Linked DNA regions of Anser cygnoides: region 2 is linked to region 1. Evidence: chromatin contacts called from public Hi-C data. All regions are on one chromosome and are shown on one strand. The core of a region is the stretch at or near the end of the contact, and the rest is flanking DNA. Distances in the headings are between cores, read along the strand shown.

Evidence for each region. A called contact is a pair of places that touch in the nucleus more often than the background predicts.
Region 2: a contact with region 1 is called in a Hi-C map of liver, with 2.9 times the contacts expected there. The contact joins two enhancer-like sites. A contact is called at or near these places in 3 of 7 Hi-C or Micro-C datasets (granulosa cells and liver).

Annotation. Positions count from the first base shown.
Region 1 is chr1:118,727,092-118,730,732 of Taihu_goose_T2T_genome, reverse strand. All of the region lies in intron 1 of LOC106036146 (a long non-coding RNA gene), which reads right to left. Among named protein-coding and RNA genes, the nearest start is that of ICOSLG, 100 kb to the right of the region's middle. Within about 2 kb of position 2,097, at least 3 of the 3 cell types and tissues checked have open chromatin away from gene starts, as enhancers often do. A contact at or near this core is called in liver, where this site is marked.
Region 2 is chr1:118,979,339-118,982,783 of Taihu_goose_T2T_genome, reverse strand. No RefSeq gene overlaps it. Among named protein-coding and RNA genes, the nearest start is that of DIPK2B, 71 kb to the left of the region's middle. Within about 2 kb of position 1,888, at least 2 of the 3 cell types and tissues checked have open chromatin away from gene starts, as enhancers often do. A contact at or near this core is called in liver, where this site is marked.

The DNA.
Region 1 (3,641 bases), core at 848-3,347:
TTGAAAAATCAAGAAGGTCCAGATGTGTTTTACAGCAGGGTCATATGAAGATCAGCACTAAAGAAGCTTTTAAGGTTCACAGTGCATACCAAAATGTTGATTGAGTTGAGTAAGAGAGGCCGTGGGAAATTGCATAGGTCTCCAACTTTCCTTTCCTTACCCCCAAGCAAGACAGAAGGACTCCGTATTTACCCTGAATCAGGGATTCACTTGCATCATTTTGCAAGATATTGTTATCACCAGTGGCAGCTCCCTGTCCTGGACTGTACAGCTTTTGGAAATGGCTTGTTTATGAACTCTTGCCCTCAATTCTGAGACAGTTTTGCTACCGCTAACCCTGTACTTATACATATCAAATCCATCTCTGCCAGATGCAGTCAGTTTGACACAGTAGGGCAGATAGCTACAGTTGAGCATGCAAGACGTTATGCAGTTTATAGTGCAGGACTTGAAATGCACCTCCTCTACCCCTTTTTGCTTGAGATCAATGCATCAGTAAAAGAGTGCCAGCACAACGCAACACTGATACACATGGAGGCAAAACCAGACTGCCCTATACTTTGCATGAAGGATCACTGAAAAGATCTAGCCATGTCAGAGGAGGGGGAGCCTGGCCACCACTCTGCCCAAGGCAGGCAGAGGTCACAGGAGGAGGAGGCAGCTGAGCCTGGCAAGGGGTCACACCTGAACTAACACCAAGGGGGCTCTGTATCACTGTGAACACCCTCCAGAGACCTTCAGATGCTTTTCATTTCCCTTCAAAATTTTGCCTTGGGTTCATCCTGGCTGGCTGGAGGGTAAGGGAGAGGTGTCAGGTGGCACGCTGCAAAGTCTGTGCTGGTTAGAGACGAATACTGGGCTGTTCTCCTCCTTACACAGCACTTGAACACCCAGGGGACCCAAAATCTGGCTCCTTGCTCAACCATCATCGTTAGCTACCAGCTCCTCCTGCTTACCACTACCTGCTCACTTTCCCAACCATGAGACTTGGCCAGGCTGTGCCTGGGGCACAGAGGCAGCCTGTCTTCCTCCCTAAACAGTCCCCAGCTGTGGAGTATTCCTCCACCTCCTTCCAAAATCCCACAGAGGTCTAGCAAACATGGAGAACAGCACGGGGCTGACTAGCCCCAGGCTTCCTGGCCCTTCAAGAGGAAGGCGGCAGGCCCTCTTACACCATCCTTCAATAATTTGCTAGGCAGGCACTAACAGCTTCCCCCTCTGTTGCAACAAGCAAGTCAAAAACAGTACAAACAGAAGCATCCATCTCTGACATTCCTGCAGGTTTTCTGTAATGGATCACTTTTGATTAATTAGAGAAGCAAGTTTGAAACAGCCTGCAGGATACTTGATGTGTGCCTGTGTCTCAAAGTGAAACAGGAAACTGAATCTGTCTATTAAAAAATGAATTGAAAAAATTTGCACGTATTGTTTCCACTTCCACAGGGGCACTCTTCTCAGCTATCCATGTAGAAAAGAAAAAATGATCTAACACATTTTTGTTATTGTGTTAGGTATAAGAATGCAAAATCTGTTTCGGTTCTCTGACTTGTGAGTGCAGAGCCTTTGCTTGACAAAAAAGTAACATGAACACACAGCATACAATTTCTCCTGTAGGTTTACTGCCTAGGGTTTCACCCTTCAAAAAAAAAATGAGCCAGGCTACTGCCTTCCTACAGCTTGGTACCATTTCCACAGTTGAAGACTACTTGTAGGTACAGATCATCCTTGACAAATTCCCACATCTGCACAATGCTGAATGTGGTACCAATCTCAGCCTCCCATACACCATCAATTCTGGATATGCACAGTGAAGACAACTTCTTAAGATTCTCACTGGGAGACTTTTTATTAATTTTATATGCTGCCCAAACCACAAGAACTTAAAATACTCTTAAAGACAGCAACTTTCTCCTTTTTTTTTTTTTTTTTGTCAGGAATTAGTCTAAGGCCTTGCACACTTTCCCACGCTCACAGATTGCAGGTTATAAATGCGTGGGAGTAATGCAGTTTCGATCAGTCAGGTAGGCTGGGTTTCTGTTAGCTGGCTGCATACCTTTGAGCCCTATCAGCACACAGTGATCAGTGGAATTCCTGGCATTTTTGTCATAGCATCACAGGCAGTACTTTACAGAGTAAATACCAATGACCTGCTGTTCTGTCAGGGTTCTGTACTTACCTTTTATTTTCAAGTCAAAGGTTAGGCCTATTTATGTAAATCCTCAGCCATGGGCCAAGTAATCTGACCTCCTGGTTTTCATTCTCCTAATTGTTTCAGGTATTTTTCTTGAAAAGTTTGGTCAGTTAAAGCTAGGGATTTTTTTTAAGGTGCCTTTGAAGGGCTCTAGGGGCTTTCATAGCCCACCCAGTTTGCAAAGTAGAAACATCAGTGACCTGATGCCCTGGGCACTTATTTAAAATTCATTACCAGGAAATAAGGTTTTGATATATGGCCCCTCCATTCTGAAGAATATCTGAGGGAACACATGCATACCATTTTTTTGCTTTGGATTATGTGATCTCCAAAGCCACATAGAGAGGCAATAATCAATTATATTCCTGTTTGCCCTTCATTTCTAAGAACATTATTCAGCTGTAGATAGTTTTGACTTTCCGCATGCTGGCCACTGCTTACAATTCCTTTGTTACTTCACACATTGCCATGTCATTTTATTCATAAAAGGGTGTCCAAAGCTGTAAAGCATGAAAAAGAAACTTACTGGTTTTCAAACCTTTTCCCTTAGATTCACCACTGGTAATATTCTAAGATTAAAAAAGCAAGATGGATAACTTCTGAACAGAAGTGAAACACTGCTAGTTTACTTACACACAAAAGAGTACAGCTACTCTAGATTTTGCCCTACCACCCATGGGCATAGAAGCAATGTATTTCCCACATGACCCGGAATATCAATAGAAAATTCCTTTGTGGGAGTTATTCTCTCATTTTTTTAGATATATTAGAACTTGAAACCCTTATCAGATCATTACTTCCTCTTCTGACCATTGATAATAGACATAAAATGCACAGTATCGCATTTCAGCATTTATTTCTGCCCTGTTCTTGCTCCCGTTAAATGTCACTTTAAGGTGCAGAGAAAATGGATAATTAATTTAAGAGGGTGTGTTCTTTAAATAGTGCTTGTACCAGAGTTCGTGCTGCCTTCTGAAAGCAGCAACTCTAAACTGGAATTTGTCTTTTGCATTTTAGGCCAGTCGGGACAGAATGCACAATCAGCTGAAGCTTCAACTTCTGGGACATTCATTATATGGCTAATTCTCTAGGTATATTCCTTTTAATTATTGGACTAGTCATTTGTCTGCTTCGGGTGAAAAAGGGATTGCAAGAAACCAGGCTAAGTGAAAAGCACCATTTACATTCTTCACTGCTGCATGCTATTGCCTTGAATTACAATGTTCATTTTTTCAACCCTCAGGTAACTACAGCCTCATTCAGAGGAAAAAAAAAAAAAAATCCTGCATCCCATACTCTTCAACAAAGGAATGTTGAGAAAACATTAAGGAAGGAAGGTCATGCACCTCTATTTTAAACCGTTAGTAGCTAAAACATATAGGTTAGGCTAGATTTCGCAGAAATTGCTAAAGCAAACAGATGAGAGACAGAGGGTTAAAATAATGACACT
Region 2 (3,445 bases), core at 639-3,138, 250 kb before region 1:
GAGATTCAGTGCTCTTCTTGCTTGTTATTATATTTTGCTCTAAAAGTGTTCTCTCCAAGGATGGAATCCAAAGATTATTGAAGCCAACAGAGAAAATCCCTCAGGCTGAATTTTCCTGGAATTTTGAAAATCCTGGCATTTATTGTTTTTAATTTCAAAGGAGGAAAAAATGCTAGCTTATTTATCCTCTTTTCCTTACCAATGCCAGTTGTGGAGCTACTGGCTTTTGAACTGAGCTCTAAACTTAAATTGCAGTACAATTTAAGTTGTAGAGCTGTAAGTGGAGCTAAAAGAAAGCAGTTCTAATTCTGGTAATACAGATATTCAGCTGTCTCTCAAAGCCTCAGCAAGGATAACATTCCTGACCTGCACATCTTTTAAAACCAACTCCTCTGCTCTGCTTTTCACCACCTCCTCCAATGGCTACTAAGCTTCATTGCTTTCGTTCTTACACAAAAGCTGACCTAAAAGAGAAACTAAGCAGGCTTGAGGGAATGGAGATGTTTCTTCTCCTGAGAGGGGCAAAAGAGCACATGGGGCTGCTTTATTAGGGAGAAATGGATGGCTTTCCATCCTTTCCCAGCCAACGGACTGTGTTCACATTTCAGCTGACCTGACAAGGCTATATAGCTCTCAGAGAGTTTCTGTGGCAATGGATGAAAATATTTGTATCTGGATTTGTCTTCTGCTGTATTTGTCAACACCAGTAAAGGTCAATATTTTTCCTTGCTGAGGGAAAGATGTTGTCTAGCTTTACAGCAGCATGAAAGCTGAGAGGAGAAAAGCAAGCAGAAGTTTTGGCAAGGGGTAGGTCCTTCAGGATCCAGGAACCATTAACCTCTTAAAACGAGATTGTTTCTTTTTCTGTCCTCAGGACACTTCAGTCATTCCCATAAGTGCAGATCCTTCCAAGCAGTGCGGAGGAAGCTGAGTCTTGTTGTCAAAGAGTTAGCAAAACTCCCCAAAACTTCCTGTTCATCTCTTCAAACAAATATTGCAGAGGCAAAGCAATAGCCTCATTAAGACAAGGGAAAGAAAAGAGGTGAAGTACAATAATTCTCCTCTTCCTAACCCCAGCATTTCATTTCTGGCTTTTAGACTCCTCTGTATGTCTAAACACAGCAACATGGCACAGAAAGAGAGACTTTCTAAATCTGGGACAATCTCAAGCCTTGTATTTAATAAAGTCTCAAGGAAATATAATGTCTATTCTGCATATCTTCAAAATAAATCAACAACCAAAGCATGATTCCTATCCTAGTGTTGTTGGAATGAGACGCTAGATTCATAAAATATTACACTATGGAAATCTAGAGTAAGAGTGCATTAAATCAGAGTTGTGCCCAGTACATGGATATTTTTCTGTCAGTTCCCAGTCTCTACAACCTCTTTTTACAGTATTTTGTTCAAGTGTAGCTCCTCTACATCTTTTGACTAGAAAATGAATATGTCCAAGATACAGACTGTTTGGCAGAATGAAGCAGCAGACATTTAAAAACCTATTTATCATTTCAAGTAAGCCATTCCAGGCTACTTTTTCAGTGTATGATTGGAAGTAAATTTGAAAATGTAGAACACTAAAATAAGAGAAATATGGAGACAAGACTATCTGTAGGCTCTCAGTTTTGTTCAAGGAGATCAGGATACTTGACAAAAATAACAAGGATATTTACTAGGAGTAGTTTCAAACAAAAAATCTTGGTTTTCCTCAACTAATGGAGAAAAAAAGTTGTCAAATGGCACATTTTAGGGTTAAAAAAGCAATGGCTGTTACTCATGCCCAATATTACATGTAAGTGAATACAGAAATAACTCAGCAATGGTTTGAATTGGCATTGGATTTTTAAATCTGGTGGTTCTGATTTTAATTTAACATATCCTGTGGTGCAGTGTGTGAAATATGTACTTAACCCAGATTGTTGTGAGATGAAAGCACACTTGTGTTTATTTTACATTATTTGCTGTAGTTTGTTGAAAGCCAACATTCCTGGGCAGTGAATGCAGTAGGGATGAATCATTTGAACTAGGTGAGGGGTTAGCAGCTGGAAGAAAATGAAAGTTAAATGACTGCATTAAATTTGAGTAAAATGGGTTAAAAATGTAACGCTAGAGAAACCAACATCTTCATTCTGAGATAAGGAACTATGGGACTTATTTCTGTTGGTTATCTACCAGTGTTTTCAGTGGCAGCCATGATTACAGCTAACTAGCATCACACATTTTCTACCTTCATTGCCGAGGTGCTGAAGCATAGTTAAAGACAAATTACTACCGGGAGCTGTAGCGAATGCCTGGAGTGATAGTACAACACCAGGGAGTCGATCCTAATGATTTACTATTCATATCACCATAGTTCATAGGAATCTTAATCAAGAACCAGGACACCTCCAGACTGAGTATTGAATGGCTAAGTAAAAAGGATGGGCCCTGTCCTACAGAGCTCAGCACTGAAGCAGAGGCCAAGGAAGATGACAGAGTAGGCAAAGAGAAGGGAAAGTACGAGGAAATGATGGAACAGCAGTGTCTGGCAGATCAGAAATGAGCTCAGCACATGGGCAGTCCGCAGTAAAGATTTTCCAAGAGCATCCCAGAGGCTTGTAATGATGATTTTGACAGAAGACAAGGGAGCAGTCATGCAGGTGTTAGCGGTGTGCCCATCTCACGCCTGAGGAGCTGTGGGAGGGAATGAGCAAAGGTCCTTGTTGGAAAATCTATCAAGTAGGCATTCAAGGATTATGTTAAGGGCTAGGGCTAGCTGAAGGCAGGAAATTATATCTGGTTAGTGAATAGGGTGTACGGGGGGCTTTGAGAACAGAGGAGGGGAAGGGACTTCTGCTGCAGGTGGCTGAGAAGGCAGCACTGGGGAAGGGGACAGAGGTGGTGACAGCAGAGCCATGGCCACCTGAGAGCAAAGGATGCTCGTGGCAGTGCTCGGGCTGAGTACTACTTGGATGAGACAGTGTTTGTTGAGGCCAGAAAGGAAAGGAGGTGGGAGTAGCTGCAATTTGAAATGCCGGAAATTTGTACAGAAATTTTATCTGAAGGGAGATGAAAGGCCATGTTATAAAGATGGTATTTGGGGGAGTGAGGGGCACAGAAGCCAATAGACCACCAAGTGATGATGATGGCTTTGTGTATGCCTGGCCAGCAAGAGTCCAGTGCTTTCCTCAGGGCTGTGCACTGCTTTGTGTGATTTCACAAGCCGGTCTACAGAGGTTTATTGCTGGTCTCTGACTTTCTTCTGTCTCTCAGGTGTGAGTGAACACCAAGGGGGCTAAGGACAGGTTGGGATGTCCAGCATTCCAAAAGAAGCAGAGGTGCTGAAAGCTGCCCATGTCAGCAAATCATTCAGGCAGAGACTCTGTGGAGTACAAAAGCTGGGGTAGAAGAAGCAGAATAGCAACAGAGGGTTTCCTTGGGCTGGCTAACATGTGGATAGCACAGA